2 separate regions of the Bombyx mori genome follow, and region 2 is linked to region 1. A link is a contact called in public Hi-C data. All regions are on one chromosome and are shown on one strand. Each heading gives the region's core, a stretch centred on a gene start, on an enhancer-like site or on the middle of the called end of the contact. The rest is flanking DNA. Distances are from core to core; before and after follow the strand shown.

The links. A called contact is a pair of places that touch in the nucleus more often than the background predicts.
Region 2: a contact with region 1 is called in a Hi-C map of whole pupa, with 4 times the contacts expected there. The contact joins two enhancer-like sites. A contact is called at or near these places in 2 of 7 Hi-C or Micro-C datasets (middle silk gland and whole pupa).

The regions. Positions count from the first base shown.
Region 1 is chr25:10,647,181-10,652,646 of ASM3026992v2, forward strand. The region is part of intron 4 of Dsx (doublesex); the gene reads right to left. Among protein-coding and RNA genes, the nearest start is that of LOC101738240, 59 kb to the left of the region's middle. Within about 2 kb of position 1,596, at least 4 of the 8 cell types and tissues checked have open chromatin away from gene starts, as enhancers often do.
Region 2 is chr25:10,711,907-10,717,039 of ASM3026992v2, forward strand. All of the region lies in intron 2 of Dsx (doublesex), which reads right to left. Among protein-coding and RNA genes, the nearest start is that of Dsx, 82 kb to the right of the region's middle. Within about 2 kb of position 1,890, at least 2 of the 8 cell types and tissues checked have open chromatin away from gene starts, as enhancers often do.

The DNA of each region.
Region 1 (5,466 bases), core at 346-2,845:
CACACGCTGTTTAAGGGTATTTACCTCCCTGTTTCTACCAGAAGTAAGGATGCTACTGGATGTTACTGGTGGTAAGACTTCTCGAGAGTTTATTGGTGGTAGGACCTCTCGAGAGTCCGCGCGGGTAGGTACCACCACCCTGCCTATTTCTGCCGTGAAGCAGTATTGCGTTTCGGTTTGAAGGGTGGGGCAGCCGTTGTAGCTATACTCGAGACCTTAGAAATTGTATCTCAAGGTGGGTGGCGCATTTACGTTGTAGATGTCTATGGGCTCCAGTAACCACTTAACACCAGGCGGGCTGTGAGCTCGTCCACCCATCTAAGCAATAAAAAAAAATTCTGTCTAGATGATTGATAAAATACTGTAATGCAATGAATACTCATTGAAATACCTTATAGGTAGCGTCTAAGCCAGCTTTTTTTGTCAGTAGCTTCAAGGAGCTATTCTGGCTTTACCAGATTTGAAAGCGAGCTCACAGGGCTCCACCTGAGAAACTGTTTGCATCTGCCCCAACAAGAACAGTGCTTTGCTGAATCTACCACCGGATCGGTATCGACCATCGATAAGAATCAGTGAGAAACTCAATGGGTTGTGTCTGTGAGTTAAGTTGCAGGTAGAATCGAATCGGAGTGTGGCAAAGTGGATCTGTAGGATCCGAAATAAAGTGTTTATGTTACTAATGTTTGTATAGAATGGCGTTGATGATCATTTCAAAATAAATAGATTGCCTATCTGTGATCAATGACAATTATCTCCAAATGAAATGAAGTTATGTTTGAAAGAAAGCAACGTGATAGATATTAAATGTATGAGTTACTAGCTGTACTCGTCCGCTTCGCTGGGCTTTTAAAATTAACATTATTATTTCTCACCCCCACAAAGATTCTCATCATTAACGCCCCCGCAACTGGTGTAAGGAGTCCAACACTCATATAAATATTAGCCTAACCATTAAGTACATGTTTTTTCTACATGAATAACAAGTTTCAAGTCAATCGGATGCACGGTTCAATAGTTATAACGGAACATCCGTAAAAACCGCTGTAGATTTATATATTGGTATAGATTGGTTACACAATTAAAAAATGCTATTTGTTTAATTTTTTAATACGTGCATTATTATTTTGTATATTTCGGCAAATAGTCAAAAGGCGTTAAAATAATAAAACAATCATGAAAAATAACGAAGAATCACATCCCCCGATTCTATTTAACAGCAGTAAAAAAAAATTTTTTTTTATTGCTTACATGGGTGGTCTCGCTCACAGCCCACCTGGTGTTAAGTGGTTACTGGAGCCCATAGACATCTACAACGTAAATGCGCCACCCACCTTGAGATATAAGTTCGAAGGTCTCAAGTATAGTTACACCAAATGTATACCAAAACTTTAAATTACGCAGCGCTCATTAAACAAATTTACGTTCGCATTAAAAATACTAAATAGCGACAATAAAAACGTAGTACACGCTCAAATGTTTAATCGATATGGGATTAAAACGAAGAAAATTTATTTAAAATTTTCCCCGGAGACGTTAAGGCTACGTATAATTTACGAGTGGCCGGTTGTAAAAGTTTTTGTTGCGAAAAGCGACTGAGTGCTATAAAATGCTCCGTCCCGCTCTAACGCGAGGTTTACGACCGTGAAAATGCGAGATAGCCGTATACTGCACCGGCAGTTTTATTGCTGAAACGTAAGAGTGATGCAAACGTATTAGTATTAGGAAGCTCAGCGGCGCTTGATGCTGAATTTAGTAATATCGACAAATTAACTTTCAACTGGGGTCGTTTCAAATTAGTCGTATCAAAAGCGAGTTATCTATATATTAATACGTGAAGCAAAAGCATTGTATCCCTTTTTACGAAAATTTCGCGGACGGAGGAGTATGAAATTTCCCTCACTTATAGAGAATATAGAGAAGGAGTGCAGAATATTTTTTTTTTTAATTATGTATAAAAAATACATTAAATTAAGAAAAAACATTACACACACTACCATGTATTTGACACACACACACGCATGAATACTATTTGTTTATTGTCAAACTTTTCTTATTGCTTATAGTCTGTGGTCAAATTGAGAATAGATTAAATATTGTTTGTCTTTGTTAATGTTTGTTTAAAGTGTAGTCTTAGCGAAATCTGTAAAGAAGTAGAATAAATAGCCTTTGACAATAGAATCAGGTACAAACTTACAATTTCAATTAATTATAGTCGAATTTCGACTACCGATGGACCACTAGTTTGATTTAATTCTCATAACCTTAATGTTACCGTAATTATTAATATCTATTTGACACACACACACAAATTTAAATCCTCTTTATTTATTGTCAAACTTTTGTTATTCCTTCAAGTCTGTGGTCAAATTGAGAATAAGTTAATATTGTTTGTCTTTAATATTATTTGTCTATAGTGGAGTCTTGTCGAAATCTGTGATTATAGAAATATAATAAATAGCCTTTGACAATAGAACCATGATAATATTCGAACTTCTAATTTTAATTAATTATAGTCGAATATCGACTACTGTGAGACCACTAGTATATATAATTCTTTTTTTTTTCCTACCTATGCTGATAGCCTTGAGAGGCTATTTCAGCTTCACCCTAACGTGTGTAGGTGAGCTCACGGAACTCAAACCGGAGTGTTGCTAACACTGACCCTAGCAAGAGTAGTGCTTCGCAGAATCTACCACCGGATCGTAAACGCGACCCACTGAAAAGATCCTGCGAGAAACTCAGTGGACTTAATTCTTCTGTCCGCAAGTATGTTTGTGAACTCCTCCTAAACGACTGGGCCGATTTTGATGAAATTTTTTGTGTGTTTTCCTGTGGATTCGAGAAGGGTTTAGATTCACAATTCGGTACACTACAAAAAACATACTGAAAGTTTGAAATTTTCGGATTTAAAACATCTGTACAGGACAGCGCCTATCGAGTCTGGTAGTATACATATATAGAACACTCAGACAATTACACGAATTTGAATCGAACCCACGACCCTCAGTCCAGCATTCAGGGGCACTAAGTACCATACCACCGGGCCAGTTGAACCTGCGTCTAGGAAGAGGCTCTGAGACGATCGCACACTAAATAAACTTGGGTACTTTACCTACAAAAACAAATACTATGGTTCTCAATTTAGCAAAAGAATTTTATTTTACCAATGCACCAAAAATATTTTTTATTGCTTGGCTGAATGAGCTCGAAATATGATCGACTATCTCTACCCCGTTACAATCTGAGGGACCACCCTATCAACACATACATATCTCGAAGCTCATACATCATAAGTTTCAATTTGATAACGGTTATCATTTCAACGACTAGGTGCCAAGAAAAAGCTTGAAAGATATAGTTAAACCCAGTTTTATGTCCAAAAAACCAAATTTCGTAACCTTTTACGTCTTACGTCTTACACCCGTTAATTTGAATGCGCACCGAATATATGATTTATCTGTCACGTGTCAATCAATCATCTCAATTCTCAAAATACTTACTCGTGAATAATGTCGAGGTCATAACGTCGAGGTCATAACGGCGGAGTCCCAAAACGATCGCGACGCGTACAGGGTCATTTTACGATTTCGTAAAACTCTTACATGAGAGGTTGCGTGTGCGGCAACATTATGGAGGGTAGAAGTAAGAAGGAGCATCTTGTATAGGGGACAAGTTGAAAAAGTGCCCTACAATTATGCTTTTATCTCGGGAGATAAAAATAGCACCTAGAACCATGTCGCATATTTTAAAAGATGACTTAGGACTTACAGCCTATAAGAGACGTACTGGTCATTTCTTAACTGATAATTTAAAAGAGAATAGGGTGGTAAAATCGAAACAACTACTGAAGCGGTACGCAAAGGGAGGTCATAGAACAATTTTGTTTTCGGATGAGAAATTTTTACAATTGAGCAACATTTTAACCAAAAAAATGACCGTATTTATGCTCAAAGCTCTAAGGAAGCTTCTCAATTAGTCGACAGAGTGCAACGTGGGCACTATCCGTAACAGTGTTTTTTCCCTACCTATTTTAGTAACCTCGTAGGGATATTCCAGATTCTCTGAACGAGTAGGTCAGCTCATGGGGCTCTAGCCTGGTGACGTTGCTAGCACTAGCATTAGCAAGAGCAGTGTTTCGCAGAATCTACCACTGGATCAGAAACGGGACCCAGCACTGCTTTTGCTAGGGTTAGTGTTAGCAACGTCGTCAGGTTTGAGCCCCGTAAGCTCACCTACTTGTTAGGTTACGCTGACATAGCCTATCAAGGCTATCAGCTTAGGTAGAAAAAAAAAACATCTACAACGTACATGCCGCCACCTAACTTGAGACATGACTTCTAAGGTCTCAGTTTTTACAGTACAACGGCTGCCTCATCCTTCAAACCGAAACGCAATACTGCTTCACGGCAATAATAGGTAGGATGGTGGTACCTACACGTGTGGACTCACAAGTCTTCCTACCACCAGAAATATTCCGATACTAAGTGATTCGAGAAGCCCATAAACATTATAACGTGAATGCCGCCTCCTACTTTGACATGAATCTGAATCTCAATTAATGGGATGTGCTATTAAATTAAAAATTGTTTCAAACGTATGCAATAAAAAACTTTGAGAAATCAATAAATTCAACAAATAGACAAGTTTTGTACCTTCCTCTTTGTGCATATAAACATTGTGATTTAAGTAATGTCTATTGACATTGACACTGTGAAGTTTTACCTTGAATGCTAATTAGCAATTGGCAATACAATAGGGTTCTGTTTGGCCCATGAATAAAAGGTTTTATATAGTTTACATACAGAACGCAAGAGGTCTCACAGTAGGACTACCTCGTATTATCCGGAAAGTATTGTAATAGACTATAGCAAACTTGCGTGTATATTTTGAATGATATTGAATTTCTCACCAATAAAACGATACATTTATTTTTCCTATTAGTTCAATTTTCGATGTGAGCAAGACCACAAATGTAACGTAACTAATAATTCTTTAAGTTAAATAGACTTTTTTATCATGTTTAGTTTTTTTTAAGTTTTCATTTGTAAAGAAACTTACAGCCCACCTAATAATGAATGTGCAGTGTGAGATAAGTCTGTTCGACTAACGCATTAAAAAAAGTAAATACAGTTTCAAATTTCAAAAATCATGCAATTTTTTTTTTATTGCTTGGATGGGTGGACGAGCTCACAGCCCACCTGGTGTTATGGTTACTGGAGCCCATAGACATCTACAACGTAAATGCGCCACCCACCTTGAGATATAAGTTGTAAGGTCTCAGTATAGTTAATTTAAAGTTAATCGGACGTATTGAAGTCTTTAAAAAATGCGTAATTTTTTTTTAGATACAGGCTAAGCTAATTTGATCCTTTTAAAAATACGGCTATAAAGTCCTTGGAACTGAACATTTTTGTTTCGCGGCTGAAATTCGGGTTTATCACGTGCATTGACAACATGTTTCACCAC
Region 2 (5,133 bases), core at 640-3,139, 65 kb after region 1:
CGGGAGGTATTCCGGTGGTGAGACATATATAGAAATAGTTAAATACGCGTTTTCCTCTCTAAGTCAAGTACGCGCCGGCTGTAAGTTATGAAAAATATGACATTTCACCAAACTTAATGTATGATGTATTTCTATGAAAAAATAAAAAAAATAAAAAAAACTCAATCACTACTCGTTCACAGAAGAAATGGAAAATTGTAAAACATTAACGATCTTCGTTCGGACACTAAGCACGAGATAATATTGAGCTGAACAGATACACATTCTACACGATATTACAGGTTAGCTCCTATTATAAAATATAGTAATAACAAACGGGCCCCAGTCATCGTGAACATTCTCTACGGGCCACTAAAACTTATAACGACCATCGCATCGCAAATTGTCTTATTTCATAAAGCAGCATTTTATGGTATGTTTAGACTCTAACATAAAATGAATCGATAAAAGCACAAACGGTTCAGAAGTAAAGATTGAAACACACTACTAACACGATTGAATTTACCAATGTACCCGGAAGGAATTATTCAAAATGGCGTATGTAAAATTTTCTTTCTAACAATAAGCGAAAACTATATTTTTGTATTTTTTTTAAATTACATTATCGATTTTTTTTTATTCAATAGTGTTAACGTGAATTTCCAAAAATAAATTTCACATTAGTAAAACACAAATTTTACAAATGTATGTTTCACTAATGTGAACAGAGTAAAGTTATTATACTAAACTTACCCATAGATCCAATGTTACGACAACAAATATTTCCGTTGAAATTCGCACAGCATCGCACAGCAAGTGTCAACACACACCACGGCACTTGTAAAACTAAGTATCATTCGCAAAATAACTTCATTGACGAAGACAGTACACCACTTATATTATTAATTTCCAGCATTTTCCTACAAAAAAGAAAATAAAAAATAATATTGATATTCACACACTGGCACATCACTAGAGCGCGCGCGTGGAAATTCGAATTGTCACTTTTATATTTAAATTTCGAATTTCTCCACCTTCGTCCGGTCACTGTAAAGTGGAAATCACGACTGGTTAGTAGTGTGATGCGAACCATTCCGATTATTCGACCACTAATTTATCGATTCACTATTTTGTTGTGTGTATGTGTACGTGTAGTGTACATTGTTAGTGGAATAGAAACTGAATTTGAAAAATATATAGAATTAAATAATCGCCGAACGAAGCTTATTTTTTTTTGCATTATTTACCATGTCAACATAAGACGCAATACAAAAATTAGTTTTGTGGGAAATTAGACTTCAAGATATAAGTGTTCCGTTACAATTGTTGTTGAGTATATAACCATTGAAACAGCTAGTTTGCTTACAGCGGACAGATCGATAACCGCTTATAGTGACTAACAAGCGGAAGAATGGAGGTAAGTGGATCAGGCCACGAAGCAAGCGATTCTTAATGTGTTAATGTCTTAATTTATATTACTTCAAATAAGTATTAGTTTAAGTATTTGGTACTTTTAAATATAATAGACAGATGTTAATCTTGAAATAAGTACATACGTTAATTTTGGTACCATTATGAAACTGTTGTGAGATAATATGAGATGATACTAAGTAACAGTAGTTTTAGTTACAGATGTTATTTTCGATTGTGTTAGTTAAAGATGTTATTTGTAATTACTTTTTAACTCACCGCCCATCTGGTGTTAAGTGGTTTCCGGAGCCCGTACACATCAATGAGAATATATACATACACAAAAGAAGCGTTTTTTTTTTGTCTTTTGTTTTCACTCAATTTCCCCATTTAATTTCCATTGCAAAAGTTCTACCAATTTTAAGCAATGCTAGATTGCGAAGCAGCCACTCGCTCATTTCACGGCCCGCGATAACAATGGCGTCTATTATTAATTGTTTGACAAGTAATAATTAATAACACGTCGTAGCAGGCTTTAATATAAAACGTACTAATTCATTTTGTAACAATACTTGCATCCGTGTATTTCGTAATTATTTCAGTTGATAATTAAAAAAAAAATTAATTATATATTACCGGTAGCTTGAACCTAAAGTTGGAATAGGCTTAATAAAGGACTAAGCAAATTAGTAATGTAAGCAAAACTAACAAGCAAACTTTTATAACAATAGTTTCTTTTTAAACCTGCTTGCCCTGTTTATTTGCAATGTACGTAGTACTTAAATTGAGTGGACATAAATGCCTTCCTTTAGATATCGCAACTATAATTGGCTGTGCCATTTTATTAATATCGTCGGATTAATTTTGTCGATTTTTTTTTGTGAATTAATTTTTAACGCTAAAGAAAATAAAGGAGGGTTTATCTCTTACATTTTATGATTAGTCAAGAAGGTCAGTTACTGGATTTTAGATTTATAACAAGGATTTTCTATTGCTGTCAATGGCAGTAGAGGCTTGTAAGTGATTATCGAATTACAAATAAGTTCGTTCATAACAATATTTTTCAAGTTCAGTTTTATAGTTAGTAAGTCGTAGTAGTATATAGAGTAAGGTATGTTTAGATACGCATCCCCCAGTATGTTAAATTAATAGTTGAGCCAAACTATAAATGCTCTGTGTGTTTGAAGAGTTACATGATTTGTGTGTAATGTTTAATGTTGTTAGTCACTACATAGTATAAAACAAAGTCTCTTTCTCTGTCCCTATATCCCTATGTATGCTTAAATCTTTAAAACTAGGCAACGGATTTTGATGCGGTTTTTTTTAATAGATAGAGTGATTGAAGAGGAAGGTTTATATGTATAATAACATCCATTAAATAGTGGAGAAATCAATAATAAATTACAGTTTCCGAAGCGAAGCGAGGGCGGGTCGCTAGTTATATAATATTTTTATATTAAATATTTCTAAAGTAATTTTTAAGGTCATTATTCTTTTAACGTTTGTACTAGATTGCCTCAGGAGGATAATATTTTTGGAATATAAATACATATATGTACTATATATTTTGACTTTGATTTTGTACTACAGATTTTTACGGGCGATCACTTGATGCGTTAGAAGAAGTGAAAAGAATATTAGAAGAGGAATGAAATTTGAAAATAATAGATACAAATTAACCCTCCAAAAGAGCGAAACGAATTTTTATAAGAAAATTACCATCATTTTATTCAAAGCTCGCCTCAAACGCCATTCCGTTATTTTAATGTTAATGCAATGTCGATTCTGTATGCCCTATAGATTGTTTTTCTTATAGAAAGGAGATGAAATGGAGAGATGGAAAATGGACTTTTCGGTCTAGACAATACAGTTGATTTTTCTCATTATTGAATAAAGAATTTGTTGTCATAGAATGCTGTCACATGAAACAGACTTTCAGACTGCAACGAAGCTTCTTTCACACCGCAACGTGAAAGCATCTTGAATTAGTGTTTTAAATATTCAATAAATTCATAATAAATGCAAATTTGAAACATCAATTGTAATGCGTATGGTGTGACATAATGAAAGTCTAAGTGTAAATTGGGAAGTGATACGGGTTGATTCCATCCGCGAGAAGCTGAGATAGCCCCTTAGGCTACCAGTGAATAGGTAGGGAAAAAACTGGTTCTATTAATCTGAGTTTTGTCAAATCAGTATTTAAATATATTCTGTTAGTTTTTTTTTGGTTATAGTGTTAAATTATGGTATGTGATCATTGTAGATGCAGCATTCAAAACAATATTAATGAAACATAAGGACAAATGTTAATAAAATTGTGTGCGCCAAATTTATTTCAATTTCTTAATTAACGATTCGTACTTAAGTAGTAGCACAACATTTTTTACACAAAAAGATTTCACCTTTCAGATCGTTTTAATTAAAGATATTATTTGTAATTACTTTTTTTTAATGTTGTCGTTTTCTATTACTTGAACAAGTGCCTTCCAGTTTTACGAGGATCAATGTATGTAAAAATGGTATTTTATCATCATAGATGACTTAAAGTTTGGATTCCACTGATATTATGTAATTATATAATAAGTATATATTATATAATTGTTACTGTACTATTTCACGTACAAACTGCTGGAGGAATTTTGATAAAACCTACATGATTAGAGGAAGAGGTAGACTTAAGAAAAGAATGGATGGATTGCGTGAAAGACGGTATGGGTTAAAAAGGATTGAGCGAAGAAATTCTATTTGATAAAGTATGGAAGGAGAAAACATGTTGCGCTGACCCCTGGTGACTGGGAGAAAGGCAGGAGAATGTTGATATCAGAATCGATCAACGTGCGATATTTGGCGCTTCACTATTACACGTGATGTTTTTCATAGAATAAGAAAGGTAGAGGGAGAAGAGGTCGACCGAAGAAGACATGGATGGAGTGTGTGATATGAGAGAGAGTGGAGTGAGTCTTTAGCTGATGGCTGATAGAAGAGAATGGAAGAGAAAAATTAGCTGTGCCGACCCCACCTAGTGGGATAAGGGGAAGAAAAGGTAGAAGAGAAATGGCGCAGCGAAGTGTGACCGTGTTTCATTTGGACTACAAAATCGGGTAATAATAGTTGCTGTATTCGTAGTATAGGCATAGACTGTTCTGAAGGCTACATCTACTGCTTAATAAAGTCTGTTCTGTCTCAAGTGTGTATATGCGTTGGCCTTAACTGTATTTGTGTCATGTACCTGTTGTGTGTGTTTAGTATGTACGATGTCGAAAGATGACTTCTTGTTTAAATTCACTAAAAATCCTTGACGACTAGCAAAAGTATATCGAGAAATCATGTTATTTATTTGTGTAATAATTGTAGCAACGGATAATTAACAATGAAATGTTGAATTGTGATTTTAACTGCTGACAATTTAGAGCATTTGAGCCTTGAATGTACGTACGACGTGTCTATATTGCATAATTTTAGCTTGACTTCTTACTATAGGAATTTTAGACAGAGTGCAAATTTAAAAAAAAACACGAATTTTTCATTGAATTTCTTGGAAACACGTAATTTATGCTGATGAAGGAAAACTTTGTTTGTACAACATGAATTTAACAAGAAATCATCTGTGTGTCAGTCTGCAGCGTTACTGATTAATTATGTTAGTCTCGATGTGATGCATGTATCTGTCGCGTGTGTTGTTTTGGAAAAACTATTATTACTATTAAAGTCCGTACTGGCGTGTCGAGTTCCTTAGTTCTAGTC